Regions from separate parts of the Gossypium hirsutum genome. Here regions 1 and 3 are each linked to region 2. The links are chromatin contacts, called in public Hi-C maps. All regions are on one chromosome and are shown on one strand. The core of a region is the stretch at or near the end of the contact, and the rest is flanking DNA. Distances in the headings are between cores, read along the strand shown. Region 1 holds the start of LOC107962905 (ER membrane protein complex subunit 7 homolog). Region 2 holds the start of LOC121230629 (bifunctional purple acid phosphatase 26). Region 3 holds the start of LOC121230630 (hydroxyproline O-galactosyltransferase HPGT3).

Region 1 (3,081 bases), core at 109-2,608, 130 kb before region 2:
TGGAAATTTGTTGAATGCTTTGTAATTTTAATTGATGCTACTCACTTGGGCCGAGTTACTGAATCCGCGCCTTTCTTCTTTGACTTCTTCACACATAACTGCCATTTGATTGAGGTCTGAACTCCCTTCAAATTTGCCAATAGTAACTCAATTTTTCAACTTTTGAAAAATAATAAAACAGTTATTTTAACTACATGACATTTAATGGTGAGCTAGCTGTCATTTAAATAGTCCCATTTAAGAAGTCTAGGTAGTAGAAGAATAAGAGAAGAAGAAGAGAAAATGGAAGGACTTCGTACCAGCGATTCCCAAGGGTCAAAATCCAGGAACTCAAAGACGATTATGCTTCTACGGTACCGACGCCTCCATGGCCAACGTCCTCCACCACATCATGATTGCCGAGGTTCCCACCATAACCATCTTGATGCAACTGCTAAAACCATTGAACTTGGAGTTGTTTTTACAAGAGAAAGCCATAAGTGCTTCCTTTGTGTGTAAAACAATGTTGGAAGGCTTCAACTTCCTTAACTTTGGGGTCGCAAAAGATTTTGACTCAAAAAGACTTGACCCCAAGCAACATTTCAACACATTCAAGACCCTGAAATCCGCATAACCTAAATCATTTTTAGCTCAAAACCCAAGCTCTTATTTAGCTAGATTCACCAGAATCAAGTATCTCAACCTTGTCCATGCTAAAATGGAGTGTTCCTTTTTTCAGGAACTTGAACCAAATGAAGCTAGTTACCTTCGGTGGGTTCCCGGATACAGCTTTTTCCAAAGCTTTTGCAGAGATATCTAAGGGATTTTGGCTCTTGCGGTTTTTTCATCATCAATCCCCTTTGTATTTCTATAACAATTATTACCATTTATTTAATATTTTGAGCTTATACACTTGATTTTGGATAACCCTTTTGTGATATTCGAAAAATTTTTTTTTTTTTACTTATTTTTTATGAAGAGAGAGGGGTCCCGCCGCTGCTGTCCTCCTTGATGGAGAAGAACCTAAATACAGAGGTGTTCAAAAAAGACTATGGGGTAGATTCGCAACTAAGATTCGAGACCCATGGAAAAAAATTTGGGTTTGGTTAGGTACTTTCAATTACGCCGAAGAAGCGACTTGAGCTTCCGATACAACGATGTTGACATTGCGTGTACTGAAAGCCAAAATGAATTTCTGAATTAATCCCTCGAATACTACTACTTTTTCGATCGATCACCACCATCGACGGTTATACTCGATAGGTAATTTTCCATTTTCCCTTCTTCTCCTCCTCCTCTTCTTCTTTTTACCATTAACCAATCATTTTTTCTTTTCTTTTTGAGCCTTTGATTACTTGTACAACATGATAAAGTTAATTGGCCACATCAACTATCTTGTTAAGTCTATGATAAAAAATGTTAATGAGTGATTGATTTGTTACTTTTCAATAACGTTAATAATTGTTTTGTTATTTTTCGAAAATTGAGTGACTGAATTGAAACCTGAGTTACTGTTTTGTCAGCTACCCGAAAGTTAAGTGACTGTTGGTGTAATTTACCCATTTTTAAAAAATAAAATGGGCAAGCCGAACCATTCAAAATTAAAAGTTCCAAATATAATTTCAGCTAAAAGTGAGTACGTTAGGCGGGTTAAGTCGATAAACATTTCTAATTATAACTTAGAATTAGAGTTATTCATAGGCCGAGCTGGATCAAGTAAAAAATTTAGGCACGAATCAACCCGAAAAATGGATCTAAAATTTTGTACAAGATAAATATGTTAAAACTAGAGCCCCACCCGCCCGTATTAAAATTTTTATAAAAATAAATTTTAAAAATATAATTTATCATATAATAAAAACATTAAAATAAATATTTCCCAAAAAATGAAAAAAATACTTAAATAACACTAAGATATGTGCAACCTAGCAAGTAAATACCTCTAAAATAATATCAAAATTAATAATAAAACAAGAGTTATACAATATCCAAACAATAACAACAAAATAACAGTAACATAATAGCAAAATGATAGCAAAACAATAAAAAGAAAATGATAAAATAGTAAAAAAATAGTAGTAGTTGTTTTTTTTTTGCAAATTCGAGTCGGTTCGACTCTGGGCCAAAAAAAACTTAACCCAAAACTCGTTCCATTTAAAAAACAAGCTTTATTTTTTGTCCAAACTATTTTTCAGACGAACTTTCGAATCCAGCCTATGAACAAATCTACTTAGACTCATTTTTTTAATGAAATAATATTTTTATAAAATCCATCAAACTTTAACATTATTGATAAAAATGAATGCTCTAAGTATTTGGGGTACTAAAGTTCAAATCCCACCATGTAGATAGTATTATATGTGGGCCTTTAGTTTGACTATGTAAAAATTGTCATGTATGGATTTCGTTTAGCTATATTTAATATTTTTATCTGTTTATATTTCATATTGATTTTTAATTCTACTTTATAGTTGTTCAGATATAGATTTATATTTTTTCATCTATTCGTCTATATTACATTTAAAGGATTTATTGAGTTAATATTAACCTTTAACTAATTTATTTGTATTTTTTAATACATACTTTATCATGTATTTGGTTTTTTAATTTTTTATAAATATATTTATTATATATATTACCCGCATGGTAAATGTGTCATAGTTTAATATATTTTAAAACTTTTTAATATTTGTGACCCTATTTAAGTTTCAAACTTTTTTAAATTTTGTATATCAATTTCTTTTTATTTAAAACTCTTTAAGCTTTTTTTTTTCTCTTTGATGTATGAATTAAAGAAAGAGGACCTAAGTGTTGATAAAAGTATCAAAGAAGTTCATATATTTATGGGTGGATTGCATTTTAACTCCTCTACTGAATAAATGGATAAATTAACCCTTATACATTTAGAAACGTATAAATTAACCCATCCGTTAAATTTTATATGTTAAATGATAGTGTGGAACATTAAATTCATGGTGAAAATTATTTTTTATGGGTAAACTATAAAAATGTCACCCAACTATGCCTTTTGTTTTATTTTGTTCACCCAGCTATTAATTTCTTCGATTTAGTCCTATATTTTTCAAAATTATTTTTTTAGTC
Region 2 (3,035 bases), core at 216-2,715:
GTCTGCTTTGTTCAGGTAATTCACAGACTTAGGCGGATCGGAGCGACGGAGACTCAGAAGTGACCATTCAACTATAAACAGTTTAAATTTAGCAATTTATGGTTTTATTTATGATTTTGGTTTTTATTTGAGAGTCTGTAATTTTTGGGACTCTCTAGATTTTATGATTATTAACTGTTAATTTTTGGTTTGTTGATAATCGGCATGCCTTGATAAATTATTTTATTAAACCGATGGTTTTTCGGTAAAAAAAAGGTTTTTCTAAAAATACAAATCTGATTTCTAAGATGCAACGGTTTTGTTAGACTTCAGCTGTAAAATAGGTCTTGGCAAATAACTAATTAATTAATGTTTTCGAAAATGGATATAAAGTATATGAGTTGAATAACTGAAAAGATTTTACATAACTAAACCCATTCTATGTAACTTCTCCAGATTCGGCTATAACGTCTAGGCCGGGTTTGGGGAGTTACACTCTTGACATATTTTATTAGGTAAAGATTTGTGACTAGGGGTGAAGTCAGAAAATTTTTTTTAAGAGGGTCGAAATTAAATTGTAATTTTTACGATAGTAAAAATGCAATTTCACAATTTGAATAGTCTATATCTTTATAAGTTTTAAAAGGTTAAATCAAATTTCTATCATTTTTAAGGGACCAAAGTGTAATTTTACTTTTATTAATTTAAAAATTTAAAAGTTTTGAAGGGTTTAAATAGAAAGTTTTCTATTTTAAAGGAGTCAGGCCACTGCCAGCCCTTTAATTATGCCCCTGTTTGTGACACATTTTTAATTATTTTTCAAATAAATTAGTGTATAATTAACTTGTGACATTGACTCAGTCGAAAATTCAAGTAATAATATATATTTTAATAATTTTTAACTATGAAACTAATTTAATTAAGAATTTAAACAATCATATACTATAACCTTATCACTAACGGGTTTGAGTTACTTAGGTGTAATGTCGTTATCGCACAACGACAAAGCTAGCTGCTAACTTATGCTACACAACGTCACTACCTGCTATCTTACGCTTGTATATTTGTTTGGAATAAAACGACATCTAGTCACTGAACTTGAGAACATTTTTCACTTTGGTCCTATTTTCTTTATTCCATATTAGTTCTGAAAATTGATAAGTTTTTTTTTTAATTTGGTCCCTAAATTTAGGTTCCATTATCCTATGAAAAATATGGTACATTGAGATTGTGCCACATCATTATCTAAAATTTTTAATATTTTCTTGTACTTTTTGGATAATATATATTTGAAATTTTTAGATGATTTTGTGAATAATCAAAGTTTAGGGATCAAATTAAAAAAATTATCAAGTTTCAGAATTGTTATGGACAAAAAAGTTAAGGACCAAATTGATAAAAACTATTAAATTTAATGACTAAATGTTAATTTATCCCTATTTATTTCAACATTTTAAATATATTTAATTAGGAAAAACGAAATCTGACAACAAATAGCACCCTATGAAAACCGTCAACTACCCGCCAGATAAATTCCACTTCCCCTCTTCTCTATACGCCCAACATTTTCACAGGTAATTTTCTCACTCAAATAACATTCACTCTTTTCTTTTCTTTTTTCAAGTAAACGAATAATCCCAACTTGTTATAGCTTTCTTTATTCTCTCTTTTTCTCTGCTATCGTGGTGCTGGTGGCCTGTAAGGAAGTAAGCTTTGCTCTTTTTATTTATTTTATTTTATAAATATTGTTGCTATGTTTTTTTTTTCTTTTTTGCATTTCGAATTCGATTTCTCGATGCCTTTGAAATCTGGGTATGTTTAATAGATACGGTTCAGCAAAGGTAGCGCACTGGCTTTTGAGTTTCACACCGACTTTGTTTTTACTTTGATCCTAAACTTCCATTTCATTGCTGTGATTCTTTGAAAATGCGTCTAGATCTGAAACCTGCTCTGAAAGTTTTAACTTTTTCCCTGATTTTTTTGTATTGATAAATGTAGCTTAGATGAGAAGTGATATGATAAATTAACGATGAATCTGTCCGGTACGAGGAACAACTATTGGAATGCGAAATTGGATAGGAATGGTTTTTTTGGGTTCATTTAGTAGTAACGTAATACGATTTATTGGAATGTGAAATGTTTTTTTGAACTTATATGTGGTTTTTGTGTTTATATAAATGTTCGAATTTAATTGATTCCTTTTTCTTTTCAGATTGACCAAATTGGTGTTGTTTCAGAACTTGATTCATGAACTCAAAACACTGTTGCTGATGGCTTTCGGGCTGTGGTTCACATTGTTTGAGCTTTTACTCAAGTTGTTTCTTATCTTAGCCTTTGTGAAAAAGGGAAGTGCGGGAATTACAAGTACTTTTACTCGTACGAAATGGCAATCTTTTGATATCCCTCTTGACCATAAAGTACTTGCAATTCCTAATGGTTACAATGCTCCGCAACAAGTAAGTAATACACATCAGTAACCCCATTATTGTAGCTATTTATTTCAAATTATTCCTACAAATATTTTCTTTTCCAATCAGTATTAACTGATGATGCAACCATTCATTGCCAATCTCTATGCAAGTCAGATTCATGTTTAGCCAATTAAGATACTGGTTTTTCACATTTATTGGTTGTATGAATGAGGGTTAAATGGATGATTAATGAGGTCTTATCATATAAAAAACACAATAGCTTTGTTTTAAATTCTGAGGAAAAGACAGTCTTTAAGAGAACAATTTTACCAAGTGCATTGAAAAATTTACTCTTTAAGATGATCTCTTACCATTGCTATCTAGTCCTGGCCATTAATTGATCCTCGGGATTACAGCTTTGCTAAGAAATTGTTTTAACTTCATCAAATTTATTGGTGTAGGTGCATATTACTCAAGGTGACTATGATGGAAAAGCTGTAATGATATCATGGGTTACTGCTGATAAACCTGGGTCTTCTAGAGTACAGTATGGCACATCAGAGAATAAATATGACTTTAAAGCTGATGGCACAGTGGCTAATTACACCTTTTACAACTATAAATCTGGCTATATTCATCACTGTC
Region 3 (2,985 bases), core at 11-2,510, 180 kb before region 2:
GGAATTAACAATTGAGAAACAAAAATGAAGACAAAGAAAAAACAACATAACTTTTTTATCAAATTTCGAAAAATAAATAATAATTCAGATTAATAAATTTATTAGCTACGAAACTTTATTAAAAACAATTATTAACAAAAATGTTAGGCTGATTTAATTGAATATAAATTTAGAATTCTACAATCCTATTTTTCCCCCTAAATACTGTCAGAAATGGAAAACCAAATAAACAATTGAGAAATAAAAATGAAGAAAATGGGGGAAAAAACCCCCTAATTTTCATCAATTTTTCACAAAAATAATAATAATTCAGATTAATCAAAATTTCAGCTATGAAAATTTATTTTAAAAAGGTGAAATTGAATATAAATTTAGAGTCTACGATCCTAACTTTTCCCTAAATACAGTCCGAAATGGAAAACCAAATTCCACGAACAGACGGAGAAATTAACAATTGAGAAAGAAAAATGAAGAAAAAGAAAAAAAAACCTAATGTTCATCAAATTTTCGTAAAATAAAAAATAATTCAGATTAACAAAATTTCCTAGCTAGGGAAATTTATTAAAAAACCAATAATCAACAAAAAAATGTTAAGCTGATTTAATTGAATGTGAGTTTAGATTCTACGATCTTCTTTTTCCCTTTCTAAATACAAACCAAAATGAAAAACAAATTCGACGAAACTTGCGCAATGGATTTGAATATCGAGAAGCAAAAAATAAAAACGAAGAGAAAAAGAATACGAACCGGCCAGCGACATAGAGCCAAGCGATGCAAGAGAAAAAAGCCATCAACAAAGAAGGCTTGGATGTTTGCAGATTCTTAGATCTCCATCGTTTATCTCCTTTAGTGGTCGTAGGTAAACCCTCCATATCACACTCTTAACGCATATAAAGAATCGAAACACAGAATTGATCGCCGGTCTCTGATGATCTCTACTTTTATAGTTCGGATAATTACAATGAACGAGAATGCGAACTCAGTGTAGGGATTCAAATCAAGTATGAAAAAGAAATGACGGATAATCAAAGACTAGAAGAAACAAACGGAAATTTGAAATGAAATTAAAAAGAAAAACGAAGAGAGAGATCTGAGAGCGGTAACTGACGATAGGTGCTATAGGCCAAGCCCACCTAGATTCGGCCTACACCGAACTTGGACAATCCCACCAATTTAATTTTGGTAATTTTTATTAGATCTTGGCAAATTGTACAACGAATTCAGATATTCCCTATTTAATATTTGGAATTTGGATTTTAAAATTATGGATTCGAAGTAGATGTGGATTGGTATTTTACACATTTATTACTTAAATTTGTATTATTAATTTGAATAACAGATGAAAATTCGGATATTTAAATTCACAGCTTATAAATTTGATTATGAATATAAAATATTGGCTTAAGGTGTAAAAACTTTCAAGCTTAAAAAAAAAAGTAATTAAGCTTCTATATTTTTTTTTATTTATTTGGATACCTAAATTTTTAAAATACATAAAAAAAACTTCAAACTTTTAAAAAAAAATAATTAAGCCCCTATTTTTTTTTACACTCAATTGAGTATTTGAACTTTCAAAATGCATCAAAAAGACCCTAAACTTTTTCAAAAAAAAGTAATTAAGCCCTTGGCTTTATTAAAAATTAGAAAAAATTATAAAAAATAAAAAAATAAATTTTAGAAAAGTTATTAAATTTTAATAAAAATATGAAAAATTTAAAATTTATTAAACATTAGAAATTTTTTTATAAAAAATCATAAAAATATAAAAAATTGTAAATTTTTATAAAAATCATAATCAAATTAACAACCCCTAGTTTTTTTATGATTTTTATAAAATTTTATATTTTTATATTTTTATATTTTTAAAATTTAATTTTTTTATTTTTTATAATTTTTTTCTAATTTTTAATAAGAGCATGGGCTTAATTGCTTTTTTGAAAAATTTTGAGGGTCTTCTTGATGTATTTTGAAAGTTCAAGTACCTAATTGAGTGAAAAAAAAAGAAGCAGGAGCTTAATTGCTTTTTTTGAAGAAATTTGAGGGCCTATTTGATGCATTTTGAAAGTTCAAGTGTTTAATTGATGCAAAAGAGAGAGAAAGAGACTTAATTGCATTTTTTGAAAAAAATTGAGGAGTTTTTACACTTTTAAACCTAAAATATTCTGGTCAATTCAAATTCAAACTTTTACAAATTAGGATATCCAAACAAAAAATGAAATTAGTTTTATTTTTGCAAATTTAGCATTCCTAAAGATAATTAAATTTTTTCCAAATTAGTTTTTTTTTATAAATTCAAATATCTGATAGATAATTTATAGATAATATTACTCAAATAATATTATAAATAATAAATAATTTTAAATTTTTAGATAGATTTACGAATTTCGATTTACATAATTTAAAAATTGCAAACATTTAATCTACTGCTATTCTTACACACCCACAATGTGAATGATATAAATAGTTTGTACTAGATCATGACATATTTATCAACCAAATTCCAGTTGATTTATAAATTTAACAAAAACCCGTTACTTTTATAAAACAACAAATATTATTTTAGAAATATTTTTATTTTTTTATATAAAATATAAAAAATACCTACGCATATTAAAATTTAAACTCAAGACATTGTAGTATTTGCTATCTTAATTTTATGGTTTCATTTTTTTCTTGTTCATTAATTAATTTTATTATTTCAACTAAAATCTTAATTAGTTTTTATGTTAATGTTTTTATAAATTCATTATATAATTTTTTTCACTCACATCGTAAATGTACCAGAATTTAGTATATAGAAATCATGTTCATAAATAGATTACTAGAAATCTTATCTCACTCGTATGTGTGTAGAAACCATAAATTTAGAACATAAATGTTTGTTTAAAACTCACATATAATAAATAATGAAATGTATGATTTGTAATTAATTATAATAACACATGAAATATATATGTTATTAAAAGGAAAAAAAATTAGATTAAA

The links. Hi-C and Micro-C count contacts between places; a contact is called where the count stands out from the background.
Region 1: a Hi-C map of leaf shows a contact between it and region 2, with 2.2 times the contacts expected there. The contact joins the promoter of LOC107962905 here to the promoter of LOC121230629 in region 2. A contact is called at or near these places in 4 of 34 Hi-C or Micro-C datasets (leaf and seedling).
Region 3: a Hi-C map of leaf shows a contact between it and region 2, with 3 times the contacts expected there. The contact joins the promoter of LOC121230630 here to the promoter of LOC121230629 in region 2. A contact is called at or near these places in 12 of 34 Hi-C or Micro-C datasets (cotyledon, leaf, petal and 1 more).

The regions. Positions count from the first base shown.
Region 1 is chrA06:38,819,547-38,822,627 of Gossypium_hirsutum_v2.1, reverse strand. It overlaps LOC107962905 (ER membrane protein complex subunit 7 homolog), which reads right to left and starts at 1,358. Exons shown (of 10, transcript XM_041115668.1): 1 at 746-1,358; 2 at 300-598; 3 at 46-116.
Region 2 is chrA06:38,689,703-38,692,737 of Gossypium_hirsutum_v2.1, reverse strand. LOC121230629 (bifunctional purple acid phosphatase 26) reads left to right here and starts at 1,465. Exons shown (of 10, transcript XM_041115666.1): 1 at 1,465-1,553; 2 at 2,192-2,435; 3 at 2,852-3,035. The coding sequence starts at 1,483.
Region 3 is chrA06:38,870,908-38,873,892 of Gossypium_hirsutum_v2.1, reverse strand. It overlaps LOC121230630 (hydroxyproline O-galactosyltransferase HPGT3), which reads right to left and starts at 1,260. Exons shown (of 12, transcript XM_041115669.1): 1 at 748-1,260. The coding sequence starts at 872.